2 separate regions of the Mus musculus genome follow, and region 1 is linked to region 2. Evidence: chromatin contacts called from public HiChIP or PLAC-seq data. All regions are on one chromosome and are shown on one strand. Each heading gives the region's core, a stretch centred on a gene start, on an enhancer-like site or on the middle of the called end of the contact. The rest is flanking DNA. Distances are from core to core; before and after follow the strand shown.

The links. HiChIP or PLAC-seq counts read pairs in DNA pulled down with a chosen protein or histone mark.
Region 1: an H3K4me3 HiChIP or PLAC-seq map of the SCID.adh cell line shows a contact between it and region 2, with 22 read pairs. The contact joins the enhancer-like site here to the promoter of Tox in region 2. A contact is called at or near these places in 2 of 115 datasets of contacts at active chromatin or transcription factors (the SCID.adh cell line and embryonic stem cells) and 2 of 9 other capture datasets (adipose tissue and liver).

The regions. Positions count from the first base shown.
Region 1 is chr4:7,034,924-7,040,761 of GRCm38.p6, forward strand. No RefSeq gene overlaps it. Among named protein-coding and RNA genes, the nearest start is that of Tox, 47 kb to the left of the region's middle. Within about 2 kb of position 4,273, at least 1 of the 459 cell types and tissues checked has an H3K27ac peak or open chromatin away from gene starts, as enhancers often do. A contact at or near this core is called in the SCID.adh cell line, where this site is marked.
Region 2 is chr4:6,986,753-6,992,417 of GRCm38.p6, forward strand. Tox (thymocyte selection-associated high mobility group box) reads right to left here and starts at 4,084. Exons shown (of 9, transcript NM_145711.5): 1 at 3,638-4,084. The coding sequence starts at 3,739.

The DNA.
Region 1 (5,838 bases), core at 3,023-5,522, 48 kb after region 2:
ACAGTTCATTACAGCCTCCTCTTCTATGGCCTTTGAACACCATCTTCCTACTCTCCTGCCTACTGACTTCTGAGACGATCTTTCTGTGGTACCCAGACATCACCTTGGGGTCCACTCCTCCCATGTAACTAAAAGCAGTTCTCTTCCCAGTGGAAGACTCTCAGTGAATCAGAAGGCCATATGCACATATTAGTACAGTAAGCAATATAAGAAGAGGGATCACTGTAACAATTTGTAATTTGGTTTGGCCACAGAGGAATTATGTTTGCTTTTTGATTTCAAAGCATAGCTCTTACTTACACAACTAACTCGGTCCATCTAATTTCTCCTTAGTCTCACTCACAAACTCAGTGAATTACTGATTTCCTTTGTCATTTAAAAATAATACAACAGAAACTGTCAATGTGACTTCAGAACAAAAGTAAACAAGCTATGGTGCGATGAGGAGTATTATTAACTTCAGGTATTGCAGACTAATGGTTTTCAAGTTTTTCAAAGTATCCTGATTCAAAATGTGTTCCTTTAGTCATCAATAGTAAACTGTTTCATTAAATACAGAACAAGAGACCCTAAGGGCAACAGTGTATAATTCTTCTTAGTTGAAGCTGAGAAGAATCCATTCCACATCAAAACCTCGAATGCACAAATTAAAATTCAGTATCTTACTTGGTATGTGGGTTTCAACATGAAACTCCTGTCACTGCTAAAACTTAAGTTAAAACAGGTTAATACAACCAAATAAATGGCTCTGTTGAAAAAAGTTAATATAGCATTTTAACACAAGCATTACACTATAGGACCACTCACAGCATTTCTTACATCTCCATCCAGTTACTATCACTCCAAAGTAGAACCAGTTGCCTACTTAACAGTTTCACATTCTTCCTTCTTTTGAGGTCAGGACAACCCAAAATGTATTATTTGCTTTGTGGGTTTATTTATTTAGGATATTCTGACTTCCATCATTAGCATAATTTGTGTGGAGATTATTTATAGGCTAGACTATATTAGAATCTTCCTTTATCACAGAATAATATATGCTGTACAAATAAGTCATACATTGTTTGTCTATTCATTACTTCAAGGGACATTTAGCTGTTTCTATTCTGTGTCAAATGTGAACAATGTTGCTTTCAGAATCTGTGTATATGTGTTAGCTTGGGACAATGTTTTCAGTTCTTTTGCATATGTAACTGAGGATGTTATTTCAAGGTACATAAAAATCAAATGTTTTATTTCCTGAAGAACAACCCAATCTGTTCCACGGAGGCTGTGCTATTGTGCTTTCCTACCAACAATCCATGAGAGATTTAAATCACCTCCTCACCAGCTTGTCCCAGGTTCCTTTTTAAAAATGATAAACACCTTGGTTGGCATTCACTCTACACTCCACCCAACAGTAACTTAGCAACAGCCAGGTAGCCCTTGCATGCTATAAAAGGGATTGTTTGGCCTCTTCTCTATCTGACTCTGACTCTTTTTTCCCTCTGACCCCTTTATCCCTATTTCCCCTCCCCTCCATGTATTCTGGCTGGCCTCTTTGCTTCTCTTTCTCTCTTTTTCTGTCCCCTCTCTTTCTCAACCTCTATTCCCTTCTCAACTCCCCTTCTCATGCCCCCAAATAAACTCTGTTTTATACTATATCTGTTGTATGTCTGATACCTCTGGGGAAGGGGAAGCCTCTGGATGGTCACTCTGAGGTATCCCCTCCCACCACACCAAACCTCACTCTATGAAACATATCCTTGACTCTACAAATTATGCCCTAGGCTTTGTAAAAACCTTGTTGTGATTCTGACTTGTACATTAGCTACTTACATTTTTTTTGTAGAAATGTCTATTCACAGCTGTTGCTTAATTTCTAAAATATACTGGCTTTCACATTAAAGACAAGCTGTAACATTTTATCTCTAGGATTTCATAGTTTTGGTATATTCTAGTTACTAGATCTTTCTCAGAAAATGGTTTACAAATACTTTTCTTCTGTGAAATATATTTTTATTTCTGCTTTCAGGGTAAAATAATAATATTTTCCTTTTTATTAAATTTCTTATTTAAAACTATTTTAAATTTAAATATACTTTGAATATATTTTCCCTCCCCTGAGTTCTTCCAGATCATCACCCCTCTCTACCCATTCAGCTTTAAGTTATTTCTCAAGATACAAAAAAATCAATATAACAACAAAACACTCCCAAAGCAATAAAACAGAATAAAATACCACCCCCAAACCAAACAAAACCAACCAACTAAAAAAAAAAAAATCTCACCAAACTGTAATTAAATAAACATACACACAAAACTGAGGAGTCTATTATATTCTGGTCAACTACTCCTGAACATGAGGTCTTTTTGGAGTGCTGTCACTCCAAGGAGAGAACGGAATTTGGGTCTCCTAGCAGGTATAAATATGACAGCTCGGTCATTAAGCTTTATCTCAGTGGTTTAGTTTTCATTCATTCATTCATTCATTCATTCATTCATTATTCAAAAATATAATAAAGACAATATATAATAAAATAGAACAGAAACTATCACATCATAGTTGGACAAATCAATAGAAAGAAAATAATTCAAAGGGAAGTCATAAGAATCAGAGACTTCTGTGTTTGCACACTCAGGAATCCTGTAAAAACACGAAACTGGGAGTCATAATATATAAGCAAAGGACTTGATGCAGATTTGTGCAGGCCTTGTGCATGGTACCTCAGTCTCTGAGTTCCTAAGTACTTTGATCATCTTGATTTAGAGCGATTTGTTTTGTCGGTGTCTTTTGTATTCCTAGGTTTCTTATTCTCTCCATAACATCTGGCTCTGGGTCTCTGTGTCTTTCCCATGTGCAGCAAGAGAAAGCCTTTATGATAATGGTGGAAAAGGTCACTAATCTATAAGTATAGAAGAATATCATTAGGAGTCATTTTATCACTACATTACTTTTGAGACCAGCATTTTAGACCCACTATCTAGTTCTAGATTTCTAGCATTAAGCAGGGTTCCATTTCATGGAGTGGGACTTAAGTTAAATCATCTATCAATGGGTTACTCCTACAAGGTTTGTATCACCATAGATAGTACACCATTGTAGATTAAAGGATTTTTTTGGCTGGTTTGATATTTATGCTTCATTTTTTGTTAATGTGGAGAGTTCTTCTTCCTGGACCAATAATGCTGGAACTCAGGGATGAAAGTTCTGTTTAAGCAGTAGGTCGACATCTGCATGTTCAATGAGCTTGTGTAGGTGGTTTTTTCAGCCGTGGAACCTTGCCATCCATTTGTGTCTTGGCCACAGTCTGAGTTGTCTGGGGATTCTTTTGGGGCCTCTTTGACCAACAGCTCAATCGGATGTAACCCAGGTGATGATAGATGGCCAGCTGGGACTCTATCTCCCTCATTATTTGATGATTTTATTTAGAAATCATATGTGCATATAATATGTTCTTGGAAATTTCTACTGTATTAGGTTTCTATTCTATTTCTCAAATGCCCCTTACTATTAGCTGTCTTTCCCTATATTCCCTCCCACAATCTCCTCTCCCCACCTCTCCCCATTTGATACCCTCAAGTCAGTCCCTCTATTCATCCATAACTATATACTCTATTATCTTTTCCTAATAAAGTCTATCTGTTCCCTTCAGTCTCTTACTCTATACATACCCTCTGTGAGCCTATGGACTATAGGTTATTAATTGTTTCACAGCTGATATCCACCTATAAGTGAATATATACCACGTTTTCTTTCTGGATCTCTGATGTCTCACTCAGACTAACGTTCTTCCAGTTCCTTCCATTTTCCTGCAAATTTCACCTTGTCATTTTTAATTGGTGAGAGATACTCCATTGTGTAAATTACTACATTTTCTTTATCTATTCGTCTCTTCAAGGACATGTGGGTAATTTTCAATTTTTGCTATTATGAATAAAGCTACAAAGACACGGCTGAGCACTTATGTCTCTATGGTAGGGATGAAACATCTTTTCTGTATATGCCAAGGAGTGGTATAACTTAATCTTGAGGTAGACTGAGTCTCAAGGAACCAAGACAGTAGTTTCCATAGCAGCTGTATGAGTTTGCACTTCCACAAGCAAGGGCTGAGGTTCCTCTTATTCCACATCCTTTCCTATACTCGTCCTCTTTAAACTGGCACTGATCATCAGCCACAGTGTCATGATACAGCTGGCACTCACACACCAGGTCATGTTGTTTTCCAACCAGTGAACTCCATCTTGTCTGCCCTTCCTGGTGTACCAGTGCTGGAAAGCCTTGACCTGAAGCCTGAGTGTGATCTGCTTTGAGATCGGCTGGAAGAGCTCCTGGATCATTGGCAGCCAGTGCCATTGCCTTTGAAGGTGGCTGACACCTGAGTTCTCATGGAGGGATGTCACACAGGGGTGTCTTCATACTGTTGAGGATCCACAGCATGAAGAAGCTACTGTTCTTGTTCTGTATATTGAACATCTCTTCATCTACCTCCTTCATGGACATGTTACCACAGAATATGGCAACCATGGTCAGGTTACAGTCATTGTGGTTAGAGTTGAACAGGTGCTGGGTGAGCTCTGGCACAGTCAGGGCTTGGAACTGCTGGATACCAGTAAGCTGAGGAAGCTTAAGCAAGTGAAGAAGCTGTGTGTGATGGATCTGCCTGTGAGGATGGAATTCCCCATAGTTCTATCTATTCTTACCCTCCCTTCCCAATTCCCTCTTTTTCTCTCTACTTTCTATACTTCTGAGAGGGTTTCAGGAGATAGTTCTGATTGGACCTGAACTTGTAATCTTCCTATCTAATCTTCATAGGAGGATTTACAAAAATATAACAGGCCTGACTTAAGGTTTTCTTTTCTATGGTGTTATTAACTAAGGCCAAAAATAGTATAAAAATGAATAGAAACTTTAAAAAATAAGTCATAGTTTTAAATTTCACATAATTCTTTAGAGTAGAAAGAAATTTCACGTTGAGCCATTTTATTCTGTCTGGAACAGTTGCAAATTATCCCACTTCATAGTGTATCTATTTTTTCTGTTCCTCACAATTTATGGAATTGAGGCAGATGTCATATACATATAACTTTTAATGTAGCATATTGTTAAAAAATTTCCTTTGTATTTATGGTCTCTAGTTTTTAGCATGCCTAATTTACAATTAAATTTTGTCTTACTTATGTTTGAATGCAGTGAAACAGCCCAATGACAATTTTAGACACTTCCTCGGGTGGATCTCATGACAAAGAAAAAAGGTGGCAAGGGAGAAAATATGGGGAGGGACAGATAAAACTAAGGATCCTTTGAGAGGGCAATTTAGAAACCTACTACAATAGAATATTCTTAAAATATGTATATATATGAATGAAATTTAAATGGCATCATCAAATATTGGAAGAGACAAAATCCCGACTCAACATCTCTTGCTAGCAAATGAAATTTCCAGTGTCAGAAATATATTGCATCTAATTGAGTTGTTATCCAAAGGTACCCCATAGAAGCTCTCAAAGAACCTATTGCCAAGGCCATTGGTTGCTCTCTACATACTGATAGTAAGGCCCTATTGCTAAAGTCAACACTTTCATACCTCATTGAACAATGAGGAACTGGGGTGTTGCTTACCTGTAGAATCTTCAGTTCATGGCACTGAAAGGTATTCTGCATGCTACCAGAGAAAAAAACCAAACTACAAATCCTTTGATCTACAATGGTGACTTGCCTTCAAGATATGCTGGTGCAATAGTGGCACAAAAGATTCAGGAGTAACCAACCATTATCTGGCTATACTTAAAGTCTACTCCATGATCTGAGACCTATGCTTGGAGTTGACCAGAGGGTTAAGAACCTGAGACTAGATA
Region 2 (5,665 bases), core at 2,834-5,333:
TATTAGTGCTCCTCACGTGGGCAGATACTGAGCAGTAACTGAACACATCACATCACCGCAAAAATAAAACGTGCCATGTCTTTGTCCCATTTTAGCATAAAATCTGTAAAAACGGTCTTTAGAAATGACACTACACTAAGAAACTGAAAGCTGTTATTATTCCTGTAGGTATATGTTCAAAATGATGATTTGACATCTTCAACTAGAACAAAAAAAGGGGGGACTGTATTTTGCTGCAGCACTCCAATTGGGAGCTCATTTAATCTAATTTCTTTGGTAACATTCAGTTCAATTAAGGGATACACTGTTACTTAAAATAGTCTAATTGGATGAAACTCTGATCTGGTACCCATCTTTCAGTGTCTACAATAGAACTGTGCTTTCAGTTGCAAGAAGTGAAAGCTGTTCCCTCCATCCTACATGCCTCTGGCCGGTCTCTGATCTCCACTGCTCTTTCAAAAGCTGACCTACATAAAGCACGCACCATGCCACCAGTTCTAGCAGTTTGTCTAAGGGAGGGGATGGCCTCACACACTTGCCATAAGCGATGTCGTTTGCCTGGTTCCCCCAGTGGGCTACGTGAATGTAAAGGCCAGTTTGCACTGTGGTATGTTCATCGTGGATGGAGCTCTTACAAAAGACCACTGGGTTAAACTGCTTCTAAATGTGCCTCCTACAGAGTTTATTAACTGAGAAATCTAAATAGTGTTTTGGCACTGTACAGAACAGAGGATCTGGGAAGTGTCAGCAGAGTAAAACAACCACATTTCAATTCAGAAAAGCTCAGAAAGAGGATATTCATTTTCTCAATTAGGGTCTCTTCTGACATTGAAAAAAAAAGTGCCACCAGAAAACTATATTTACATTTTGTGAGACACCAAAGCACAGAAAGTTATGGTTCCAATGGGACTTAGCACACCAACTTTAAACAGTATAGTGTTGACAGGTTTAAAATAAAGATAATTAGTAATTTATGATCTTATCAACCTGTTAAAAACAAATAACCCAACAAAGTGACTGTTATTTAAAATAAACTGTGTATTCATTACAGCTCAGAAGGAAAACAGGTTTACTTTGCAATCTATCTCTATGGGGAAGCCTGATCCAACAGGATTTTGCTAAATATAGATACAGATTTATTTTTTTCATCTTTCCAAACTTCTCCCCTTCTTTCACATCTCCCTACACCTCACTGCTAAATGAGCACTGATTGTCTCGGTCCTAAGCAATTCAAATAGTGGAACTAGGCAGGAATTTTACACCAGTGCAAATCACCATGGGGTAGGGAACAAGTGCCTGGGCTTTGTGGGATCTTGAAACCTTCTCAGTGTGTTTAGTACAATCAAGAAGCAGTGACAAATATATTTGATAGACTGTGGCACAGAGATGGATAGGGAAAGAGTCCCTAGAGAAACCTTTCCAGGAGGTATTTTTCTACTAGAAGAAACAAGTCTTATGACTTTGCATTTTTAAAAATCCATTATTCCCCATCTAAGTTAAATAGAAGTCTTACAACTAGTCTATAGAAAGGATGGCTAATTTGCATTTAAAAAGAACAGTTTGCTTCTTACACACAGGGTGACTTAAAAGGAACTTCAATGGACTAGTAAAGAAATGGTGAAGACTTTCAAAATTAATTCATTCAATTCACAGCACAACCCTCTAAAATTATTTAAGGCACTTAAATTGGAAAATGATTTAATATATTGAAGTAATTCCTGATTTTCCAAAGCATTTAACTTTTAAATTAAATCTGACCCTACTATCACAGAAATAATGAGTGAAATGTGTATTCAAGTCATTACCTTCTTTTTTGGAACCCAAATTCACTGATAAATGTAATAGGACTTGTATAGTTTTATTGCCAAAAATGGTGTCAATCTTTTGATTCTGGTAACAACTACAGAACAGGTCTTTAATCTCCAAGACAGACTTTCTACTTTAAAGAAAAAAGTAACGGTATTCTGGTTATCAGGGGGGAAAAATATCAAGCATAAAGCCCTTAGTTCTAAAGTCAAAATATATTCTAGGCTGCAAGAATGGTGTTAGCAGCAGTGTAAAACTTCATTTCACCAACTTTGCTGTGCGTGCTGAAGTTCAACTTGCCCCTGGCCTCAAGACCTGTATTACCCCTTTGCCTAACTACTAACCTTTGCTCACAACTCTTACTGAATATTACAGTGGACATGGCACCCAGTTGCTTCTCTGTGGCGTGACTGTAGGCTTTGTAACTCACAGCTGTGTGTGTGTGTGTGTGTGTGTGTGTGTGTGTGTGTGTGTGTGTGTGTGTGTAATAATCAAGACTGAGAGCTGAGAACTACTAGCCTGTATGGTAGTAGAGAGTCCAGGAGGCAGGGGTGCTAAACACCTCTACATCACGTTTTAAAGTGAGGACTCCTCAGGAGACAAATGTTGGGAGTTTCAAAGACTTTCCCCAAAGAATTAATCTACTTGTCAGTGAAGTGCCTGAAAGGACTGGAAGAATCTGCCGGGGGTTTTTATCAAGCAAGAACTGGGAGTCCAAAAGGCTTGCCATGCATTTCAGAGACCTTCTTGTCCCCAGCAACCTCTATCAGCTAGGACTGCTTAGACAAATCCACCAAGCCCCAGGAGAGGAGAGATGTGGCCTGTGGCTGCTCTTGGAGACGATCCCTCCGGTCCCTCCGTGTCCCTCTCAGGTTTTGCGTGCATGAAGCCAGGAGAGCAATTACTTCCCTAGAAACTCCTGGCTGTCCTATCCTTGGGCCAAGCTGAGCTCCGGGGCAGCTTCGCCAGAGTTCTCATTCTGGATCACCAGCATTAAATACCTTTCCGCTGTCCTGTGTGGCCCAAGTCAGCAGACTATGATGTAGCCCAGCCAGGGACCCTGCTTCAGCCAGGCAAAGAGCGTCGGAGCTTTACACTTGAATGCAAAGCGCTAGCTTGGCTTCCTGTAAACTTGCTATTTCCACACCCCACACCCCCCAAACGAGATCTGTTCCCCCAAATCATAATGCGACTAGCCCACAGCGTCCTGGTCTCGAGGGCCAGCGTCCGAACTCCAGTTCGGCGGCCGGAACAGAAAACAAAAGAGTTACAGAATAATTTTCACGGTGTGGGAACGCCGGATCCTCCGGGGTCCCTGCACCCCGACTCCTAGCTGCTCCTCTGGCAAGTGATCCGGAGCAAGGAAGCGATGCCACGAGCCCCCGCTGTCCAAGAAAGGGAGGGAGAAGAAGGAACTAGAATATAAACTGAATTCTCCTACTCTGCCTCAGTTCCCAGACCCCAGACACACCCCCAAAGTATTCCGTGGGTTTTCTCTCTCGATCTCTCGCTTTTTTTTTTTTTTTTTTAAATGTCTCCCGGCAAACCTAAGCAGGGATCCTTAGTGGCGAACAGCAGGAAGGAAAGAATCCGAGCAAATCGTGTCACTTTCCGCACAATCGCGTTGTTTGGCAAACCCCCGGAGCTGCTCCACAATATTTACTACCCGAGCGCACGCAGCGCCGCCGCGGGCTGCGACCGAGCGCGCCCGGGACGGGCCTCTGCGAGCCGGCCCAGTCCGCCCAGCGGGCCCCATCGCGGTCCAGCCACCGCTGCCCCCCTCCCGGGATCGAGCCGCCAGAATCGGTGCAGACAAAAGCAGAGTGTTCACCTTGTTGCAATAGTAGGGGTCCAGGCAGGGAGAAGGTCCCAGACAAGGAGCGGCGGGCGCAGCAGCGGGCTGGGCTGGAGGAGGATAAAATCTTACGTCCATTTCACTCTCACATCAAGCAACTCCTTTTCTTTTCCTTTTTGAAAAAAAAAAAAAAAAAAAAAGTGCTCAGAAAAAAAAAAAAAAGCTCAGACGGAACAGAGAGGCGTCTGGGCTCAGGAGTAAAAGAAACACCTTCCTTCCCTCACATCCGTTTGTGGTTTGTTTAAGAAGAGGAAGAAAAGAGAGAGAGAAAAGAGAGAGAGAGGAAAAAAAAAACAGAGGGTGGAAAAGCGCTCAACTCTCCCCCCCAAGCCGTGGCGCGCACCCGTCCACACCGAGCGCGCAGCCTGCCTGGTCCGCTCGGCCCCGGCGCTGTCGGCCCGCCGCCGCCGGGCAGGTAACTTCACGCGCTCATTGTCCCCCCCGCCCGCCGCCCCATCCCCGCCTCCCGCGCCCTTCGCCGCCCGGCACTCGCGCTCGGGCTCGGGGTACTGGGCGTTTTATTGGAGACTCTGCCTTGCTTTGCTTTTAGTTTTTCTCCACGTTAGAGGCCTGGGATGGGGGAGTGATGGAGTGTGTGTGGTGTTGCAGGGGAGATCAAGATCGGAGGACACTAGTGCCCCGGACCGGCGGGGTGCCGACAGAGGCTGGACGCGGCCCAGAGGGTACAGTTGGGGACCGAGAACCAGGCGAGGGACAAACGCAGAAGAAGGGAATGCGGCTCGATCAGTAGTGGCGGGACCCCGGGCAGCGTCAGTGCCCCAGTCAGCACCCCCGGGTGGGTGCCATGGAGGTGGATACAATCACACAAAGGGGCTGGAGAGACTGAGCAAAGGCTGACTGGGGCACCGTGGGGCTCGCACAGCAAGGGGGCGCTGTGGCGCACCCCCGCCCAGCACCCGCAGCCCCACCCCCGCCCCACCCCATTCTTTGAGCCCCCCACCACTTACTCCTGCCCGCTAGCTGCACTGCCAACCTCTGCCCCGCGCGGGAGGTAGAGGAGAGGCTGTCTTGTGGCGCTGCTCGGGAGCCTGCAGGGAGCGCAACCTCTGCCCCATTCTAGTGTGCAGCTGACCAAGGGACCCCAGTTGATCTCTGTGCGAGGAGCGGTGCTCCTGGAGTTAGTGCTCAGAGAGCCTCGGCATTCGGCTTTGGTTCTCAGTGGGAGGGTTTGCAGAGGCTGAGCCTGCCCTTGCGGGACTAGCAAAAAAGACTCCAGGGGTGCTTAGAAGGGTAAATAAGGAAACAGTTATCAGCACACCATGCGCTACAGGGAACACATCTGGGCTAGTTACTTGCCTCTTGGAATTATACTTTCACTGTTGGATTCCCAGTAGCACTCTTGGAGCTCCACTGCCCACCCCAACCTTCACGAATCAGCTGTCTGCTTCCCTGGGCTCTCTTTGTTGGTAGGATAAAGATATCATCCATATTTTGCTTTACTTCGTCAACCCCAAAAACTTGCAATATTGTGTCCCCTGGCATCTGGGAGAGTTTTGGGACCCTGATGACTGTCCAGCGGACATCTTACGTTCTCCCTGAGAAAGACTTTAGAGAGAAGTTAATATAGGGGTGGGCAATGTTTACCTTTCAAGGGTGAATTCCTGATTGCTTCACACCTTAGGGGCCTAAGACCCTGTAAAAAAGTGGAAAATTCATGTCCACAGGTATCTGTTTCTGGCGTCAAAGAATATATGGAAACAGTCTTGTTACCTCCCATCCCCCACCCCAAACCGTTTTTAGTACATGGTGGGTAATAGCCAGCTACTCTCTAGCTCTCTGCAGCCTTTTCCAGGTTTCTCTTCCCTTATAATAGGAGCACCAGTCAAATGCAAAGATCTGAGGAAGCAACAGATGCCCTGTAAGGATAGTAAATTAGCATCCTGGGGTTCTCTCCTCTATGCAAAGGCCTTTGGAAACTTTTCCTTGACTTTGGTTTCCATCCATGGTAGCCTCTTTCTCTTAAACTGTTGTCCTCAGGTCTTC